Linked DNA regions of Sus scrofa: region 1 is linked to region 2. The links are chromatin contacts, called in public Hi-C maps. All regions are on one chromosome and are shown on one strand. Each heading gives the region's core, a stretch centred on a gene start, on an enhancer-like site or on the middle of the called end of the contact. The rest is flanking DNA. Distances are from core to core; before and after follow the strand shown.

Region 1 (4,171 bases), core at 608-3,107, 190 kb after region 2:
GCAAAGCCATGTTAGCAAACAGGAAATACTGGCTGCCACATTATCAGTTTAACTCCTGTGCAGGTCCCCTGCCCAGGTCTCAGTGCGAGTTTTGGAAAAATCTCATTCCTCCTTCCTGACTACACAGTGATCTCAATTCAAGGTGGTAAGTCACAAACTAAGAGTTGTCTTCCCTTTTCTGAATCCATCTAAGATTATCTTCCACTCTTTTTTATTTTTTAAAAAAAATTTTTTTAATTTATTTTTTGTCTTTTTGCTATTTCTTGGGCCGCTCCCGCGGCATATGGAGGTTCCCAGGCTAGGGGTCGAATCGGAGCTGTAGTCTCCGGCCTACACCAGAGCCACAGCAACGCGGGATCCGAGGCGCGTCTGCGACCTACACCACAGCTCAGGGCAACGCCAGATCGTTAACCCACTGAGCAAGGGCAGGGACCGAACCTGCAACCTCATGGTTCCTAGTCGGATTCGTTAACCACTGCGCCACGACGGGAACTCCTCTTCCACTCTTTTAAAAGCAACAATAAGATAAAATAAAAGTAAACCTAAAGCCATTTTCCTGTTCTTTTTGAAATTCAGGTTTATGCTCTTTTTATAAAAACCACTTATACCCATTCTTTTTTTTTTTTTGGTCTTTTTGCCATATCTTGGGCCACTCCCGCGGCATATGGAGGTTCCCAGGCTAGGGGTCTAATCGGAGCTGTAGCTGCCAGCCTAGGCCAGAGCCACAGCAACGCGGGATCCGAGGCGCGTCTGCGACCTACACCATAGCTCAGGGCAACGCCAGATCGTTAACCCACTGAGCAAGGGCAGGGACCGAACCTGCAACCTCATGGTTCCGAGTCAGATTCGTTAACCACTGAGCCACAACGGGAACTCCTATACCCATTGTTATACCTATTTGTAATGCTTAAAATATTTCAGATTTTAACATTTCCTGCTACCTTAACTACTTCCTTTGAGAGATATACAAGAAGAGGAGTTTTGTCTTTTGTTGTTCTTCGTATTTACTTAGAAACGAACTTCACAGAAAAACTTAGGGAACAATGCGAGTACCCTCGTGTTCTGTAGTAAAGGGTGTGGTCGGTGACTTGGCCCGCGGTTGGGTAACGTGGCAAGAAAGACCCTATTGTAATACTTCTGAGCAAAGGCACGGAGGGTTTGCCGCCAAGACGCGAAAGGTCTGCCTTTTTAAAACGTTTTGGGACTGGGCAGAGCTGGCGGCTACCTTGCACAGCACAGCTGCTGAGGGAAAGGAGAGCGGGAGACTTGCACCGAAAGCAGGAAGTGTGATGCAAGCTTGGGACCCAAAACCCGAAATCCCTTCTCAGCAGCGCCTCCCAAAGCCAGCCACAGCTTTCCCTAGGAGAAGGCGCAGAATCCCCAGACCCAGGCTAGCCGCACCCCATCTCCTTTCTCTTTCCTCTACTACGGCACACAGACGAGCACGTGAGCAGGGCAGCGCTTCCCAGCTGTGCCTCAGCTGACCGCCTCCTGATTGGCTGAGACAGACGTGGGCTGGGGTGGGGACTGGCCGCCTGCGTCGCTCGCCATTGGTTCTCAAGGAACCCGCCTCCCCCTCAGGTGAGGCGGGCTTGCGTGAGCGCGCTCCGGGTTTCCGCGGGCGAGCGCGCCCCGACACTCCCCCGCGCCCGCGCGCCCGCGCGCGCCTCCGCCCTTGCCCGCCCCCTGCCGCTGCCTCAGCTCCTCAGTGCACAGAACCGCCTCGTCTGAGGGGACGGGAGGATCGCCTTCGCCGCCGCTTTGGCCAGTGCGCGGGGCCGTGCCCTGACAAGCTGCCTCGGGGGAGGCTCTTCGGAGCCGGACCTGGACCCTCGTGATTGCCGCCTGCCCTCCCGCCTCTGGTCTCACGAAGGGTTTCCCGCCTCGCACCCCCACCTCTGGACGTGCTTTTCCCTCCTCCCCGCGTGCGGAGGGAGCCAGCGCTTAGGCCGGAGCGAGCCTGGGGGCCGCCGGCCGCGAAGGCATCTCGGGCACAGATTCGCCATGGAAGGCGCCGGCGGCGCGAACGACAAGAAAAAGTAAGCCCACTCCCCCGCCGGTCAGTCCTCCGCCCGCACCCCCGCCCAGGCTCGCGGGCTGGCTCCGCGTTCCGGGGGGCCGCCTTTTTGTTTCTGCCTCCTGTCCCCTCCCCTCTCCCCCAGCCTCGCCGGCCGGGCTCCCCCACTGTCCACGTCGCCATCTTGTCGTGGGGGGTGGGAGACGCGTCCAAAGTGCTTGTGGGGGCCCGGCCATGGGCCCTGGGCCCTGCTGGCTTCTGCTCCCAGCCGCCCGGGCCTCATACGGCCCTTTCCTGCTCCCCAAAACCTCCAGCCTGGCCGGTGCCCGCTCCGAGTGGACTTCTCCGCGCCCGAAAACCCCGGGAAGAGAAATGAGACGCGGCTCGGTCGCCGCCGCTTGCACCCGAGCTTCCGCCCCTTCCCGCCCCCATCCTCTCGGGTTCCATTGAAAACTCGGCTCCGCGTCTGCCCCTGCGCGCAGGTCCTCGCTTCCTTGTGGGCGCGGGGCTCTGGATTTCCGACCCAGGGGCTCGCGTGGTCGGATGCGATCGTGCCCAGCGGTTGTCCGGCCGCGGCGGGTGCCTTTGCCTTTGTGCTTTAGGGACTTGCTGCGAGGGCCTGGGATGCTAACTTTTTAGTTTACACGTGCAGGTTTGGTTTGATTTGGTTTGGTTTTAATCGCCTTGGAAAACTTGCCTAGAGTGAGAGTCAGAGTAACGGGAATTTAGAGAAATAGCAACATTTAAATGAGAACATCATAATTGGATTCTGGGGTTTCTATCACCTGTCAAGAGAGCCCAGACGTTGTAAGTGAAGTATATCTACTTCATTCATTCTGGAAGATACCTTAGTGAAAACGTAGCGTCTGGCTAAATTCAGGCAAACACTTAATAATGAGATTGGAAAGAAAGTGTGATGGGAGCAAATGAAATGCAACACTAAAATGTTGCAAAATTTTTAGACCTGTCTCATTTTCCTGAAGTTGAAGTGTTCTAAAATATATTCGAAGTAAATTATCATCCTGTTAGAACTTAATGCAAGTATTTAAAACACCTTGAAGTTTGAGTCTTAAGTGGTACCTTGTAGGATTAAGAATTGTGAGTCCAACCAGTGGAATTAAGTGATTCTCTACCCACCCACCCCCAACGCTCACAGTGTTTGGTCCACTCTGGTATTTTAACCTTTGAGGAAATTATTTTAAGAAATTGAAGATTTCTGGTAAGAGTTCTGGTTTGTAGACTAGCTTTACTGTTAAGTCCCTCCACTCTTCTGGGAGGGATTAACTGCTGTAATCTGTATCAGCAGAAGATAAACTTGTTTATGTTCTTGCTATTTTGTGGATTCTTTTTTGGCATTTATCTAATAGAATGATAAATTCTCAGTTTCTGTATGTATATTTATATATATTTATACCAGAGAAAGCACGTATAAATTTCAAAAAGTGAGAAAACAGGCCCAGACTTAATTCCAAAAGTTGTAATAGAAATTAATTGCAATTAATTTTGCAGAAGTGATTGCAAGGCTTTTGATGAAATGATGAGGCTGCTATTTTATATAAATCTAAGGCACCTCACCTCTTTGTATTGCCACTTCTCTGTCCTCATACGCTGGATCATACTTAATACTGGGCATGAAGTTATGCACCACTCTCTTCTTATATGCAATAATGTGGTCATTTCTCCTTTGCAATCCATCAGTTGAGAACAGCATAAACAGCTTTAATATTAATAAATTAGTTAGCTACTGTGCTTCATCCTCAAGTCTAAACTAGTTTTTAGATTTTCCTCAGTTCCATTTGCTGTTTTCCCAATTTTTTCTCTTGAAAATTTAACAAATTTGGATCAGATTTAATGTTATTTCTTAATACAGAGGTTCTTATAACTGAAAAATTAAGTTAATAAATGGTAGGTAGCTACTGAACAACTTTTAGATACTGTTTGTTAAAGATGCCTGTTTTTTATCCTTTTCTAACTATTTTTGAACATTTTGAAAAACTGAGATTGAGGGGCAGAGGTTTTTTCCCTTACAATTTTTCCATTTTAAATGAGCCTGTAGCATGCAGGTGGGGGAGACAAATTTATCTCTTAAAGGAGGGCTAGGAAACTCAAGCTGAAGGATTGGAAGAAGTCAGAATAGAGCTTGAGTAAGGTTGT
Region 2 (3,721 bases), core at 748-3,247:
CCTCTCTTGTGTGCGCCTTCCTGATTTTTTTAATAAATTTATTCTGTCAGTTCTACTCCAAAGCCATTTCTATGGACACGCAATTACTTTTGTCTTGCGTTTATAATTCAGACTTGAAAGGGGTGCTTAGGGGCTATTATAAATTTGTTTAAAGGTCAGTTTTTTAAAGTTTCCCCCAACCCACCCCAGGGCAATTTTCTCTTAAAAATGGGAAATTAAGACTTGTGGTTACCAAGAGGGAGGGGGAGGGAGTGTGGAGGGGATTGGGAGCTTGGGGTTAATAGAGGCAAACTATTGCTTTTGGAATGGATTAGCAATGAGATCCTGCTGTGTAAACTATGTCTAGTCACTTATAATGGAGCATGATAATAGGAGCAAAAAGAATGTATACATGTTTGTGTAACTGGGTCACCTTGCTGTACAGTAGAAAATAAATTATATTGGTGAAATAACACTAAAAAAAAAATTTTTTTTTTAATGGGAAATTAGTTTAGTGTCGTTGAAACTGAAAATTACATTCTGGCCATGAAAAGTGAATGGTCCTCTAACTGGCACTTGGTCAGGAAATGATCAGAATACCCGTAAAGGACTCCTTTGTGAAAGTAGACTTAGCCTAGAACATCTTGAAAGGGGCTCAGCCACAGAAAAGTATAGAAATACAGAGGATTTACAGACCCACATGCCTGGAATGTGTGGCAGTGCTCTTCATTTTTGGTCTGTGTTAGCAAGCGTCTCAGTCACGAAACATTTCCAAATGGAAGGGCAGGAGAGAAGCGAGCATCTTAAAGCAAAAAACAAAACAAAACAAAACAAAAAAAAACAAAAAAACTTCTCACTCAAAACTATGCTATCTTTGTCGCATAAATAAGAGGGGCCAACTTTGTTTTTCCTGGCGCCTGAACACAGAACTGTAAGTTTTTCGCCCTTGCGGCTTCCTCACACAGAGCTTCAGAATAACGACTCTCACTCTTCTCTCTGCGGTCTCGGCAGAGAGCCGACTGCGTCTTTCGGAAAAATGGCACAGCTGTTCTGAAAAGTAGCCCCATTCATAAGACACCGGCTGTCTACAACTGCAGTGCTGGAGAAAAGGCACCGTAGTTTATAAAGAGTTTCTTTTCTTTCAAGGGGGAAAAAAAAAACCACGGTATTTACAGGAAAGAAAACTGGACCCTTTTAGTTTTATTTTAGTTGCCATGTCTGAAATGGCAGTGGGGACGGTCATAAATACACACAGGCAATTGCGCCTTTACCCAATGACTCATCGTGGCTGAGCCACCCGTGATGGAAAATTCAGCTAGTTAAGCAAGATCAGCCAGAAAGCCTCACACAGGCCCTCCTGCCAGAGCCGATGCCTACTGTCTTATGACATACTTATCGTCTAGGATTGAATGACTGACCTGCTTTCTCTCCCTCTCAGTTCATGACCAAGAACCCCACCATGCGCCTGGGCAGCCCGAGTCAGGGTGGTGAGCATGCCATCCTGAGACACCCTTTCTTTAAGGAAATCGACTGGGCCCAACTAAACCATCGCCAAGTAGAACCACCATTCAGACCCAGAATCGTAAGTGTCCGTGACCACCACAACAGACTTTTTTTTCTTTCATAAAACATCACAGTGTTCCACTCAAGTCTGCTGAGCAGCTAGCAGGTCCCTTGTGGAATGACCAGACCGGAAGTTGAGCCTGATGCTTTGCAAGGCAGCCTCACCCAGGATGAGGCTGGGCTCCTTGCTCCCAAGGCACCATTTCTCCATGTGCCAGGGTTACTTCCCATCAAATTTCCACCTCTTACTTGCCTGGGCCCCATCCTCCCTCAATCTAAGTTGGATTTCCTGAGATCTAAGAGTCCTTAAAATTTTCCAGATTTCCCCAAAGGAGTAGGGTTGAGAAATTCATTCTCCATAACCAATTTCCTCATGCTCCTTAGTCAGGGGACCTTTCCCAAGCCCCTGAATGTTCCTCCCTGCCCTGACCCTGGCTCCCTGCCTTGGTGAGCTAGGGTCTGTGACAGATATTGCCACATAGGGTTCAGGCCAGTAGAGGCCAAGTCCCCTTGACTGGGAAATGCTGGAACACTGTGGGTATGTCCCCGAGTGAGGCAGCTGAGTGGGCTGGCATTCCTGGGGGCCACCTCACTCTTCATTTGAGAGCTAAGCTCCTTCTCAAGTGTGGTCAGGAGAACCACAGTGGGAAGGCAAACAAGCAGGGGCTAGCATTGCATCAAGGGTTAGGACGAGGCAGAGAGGGAAGGATCAGTGACTCAAATAGGAGACGTCAGAGATCTTTTCGGCATGAGTTTTTAAAGATGTCAAATACCCATTTCCAAGCATCCTTAGTTTAATCTCTAACAAACACCCAGAGGTTAAGCCACTTCCTTTAATGGGCATCCCCCTGCCAGCTCGTCTGGGAGGAGGGTGAGCTTTGCCAGCAGGGCAGAATGGATCTGACTGGTGAGTAAAGTGAGAGGCATTTGTTCCCTAAACTGAGTGTTTCCAAGAAGCCTTTCAAGAAAATCTCTTCAAGCATATAGACCTTTGTACAAACAACAGGTGGGGCAAGTGTGAATTGACGCAACCTCTGCTGACTTGCATGCCCCTCAGGAAGGCCTGATGCGAAGTGGTACCTCAGTGCAGTGGAGCGGGGGGACCAACCAGCCAGCTGCGTTAGGTGACTGAATTCATTCCTTAGCTTCCCAGCCTAAGGCCGGCCTGCTCAGCAAGATTTTTGTGGGGTTAGTGAGTTGGTGGTTACCAAATACCATAATGGTACACAGTGCAGAAGAATTAGTAATAAAGCACTGTCTAATCAATTGTCATGACTGTAAATAACGCACGCTACCAGGAGAGTTGTGGAACAGTTCTCCCAACTCACTGGAAACGGCTTAAATCCCATGGAAGAGGAGTGAGTCTCAAGTGCCTAAAATCTGAAATTTATCTTGTTTCCTTTTTGACAGAAATCCCGAGAAGACGTCAGTAATTTTGACCCTGACTTCATCAAGGAAGAACCGGTTTTAACTCCAATTGATGAGGGACATCTTCCTATGATCAACCAGGATGAGTTTAGAAACTTTTCCTTTGTCTCTCCAGAATTGCACCCATAACCTTATGCAGAGTGGGAGAGATGGTATGAGAATCAAAAGGGGATGGAGATTTTCCAGGAGTTTCCTATGTGGGCACGTCCCCAGGATCAGCCTTAGAACAAGAACCTGACCTTCGGGGGCAGGTGGAGAACTCTGTGAAGGACGGAACTTCAAGAGATCAACTATTTGAAGTCCCATGGGATCGCGGTGCTGGCAAAGAGTTGATACCGACATGAGATGTCATGAGGAAATTCACTGCTCAGCCCATGCATTTCCATGGCTCCTTCAGACTTGAGATATTAACAGTTGGAGCCAAAAGGAGAAAGGGTGTGAAGAATAAACTAGATCCCAGAACTTCTGAGCCAATCAGGCGTTTTATTTCAAGAGACAAACCTAGACGTTTTAGGGACCACTGCAAGCTGTTTTATAAGCCCATGAGCCCATAATACTGGCAGTCTGCAGCAAGTCTCGAAATGCTTGTGAAGAACTTACAGAGAAAGAAATGAAGAGCTTTCCAAATAGGATGATTTACTCTGAAGAAACAAAAACTGATATCCATAAAGCTCACAACTTAAAGCCCTCTCTTAACAGGTGGGCACCCAGGCCACTGCTACAGCTTATTCTTTTATCCTTACTTTCACTT

What was found. A called contact is a pair of places that touch in the nucleus more often than the background predicts.
Region 1: a Hi-C map of embryonic fibroblasts shows a contact between it and region 2, with 2.5 times the contacts expected there. The contact joins the promoter of HIF1A here to the enhancer-like site in region 2. A contact is called at or near these places in 2 of 5 promoter capture datasets (fetal skeletal muscle and liver), 4 of 47 Hi-C or Micro-C datasets (brain, embryonic fibroblasts, fibroblasts and 1 more) and 2 of 2 datasets of contacts at active chromatin or transcription factors (alveolar macrophages and skeletal muscle).

Annotation. Positions count from the first base shown.
Region 1 is chr1:190,623,579-190,627,749 of Sscrofa11.1, forward strand. HIF1A (hypoxia inducible factor 1, alpha subunit (basic helix-loop-helix transcription factor)) reads left to right here and starts at 1,858. Exons shown (of 15, transcript NM_001123124.1): 1 at 1,858-2,039. The coding sequence starts at 2,005.
Region 2 is chr1:190,435,209-190,438,929 of Sscrofa11.1, forward strand. PRKCH (protein kinase C eta type) reads left to right here. Exons shown (of 14, transcript XM_021062478.1): 13 at 1,418-1,561; 14 at 2,953-3,721. The coding sequence ends at 3,099. Among named protein-coding and RNA genes, the nearest start is that of HIF1A, 190 kb to the right of the region's middle. Within about 2 kb of position 1,998, at least 20 of the 83 cell types and tissues checked have an H3K27ac peak or open chromatin away from gene starts, as enhancers often do. A contact at or near this core is called in alveolar macrophages, embryonic fibroblasts and skeletal muscle, where this site is marked.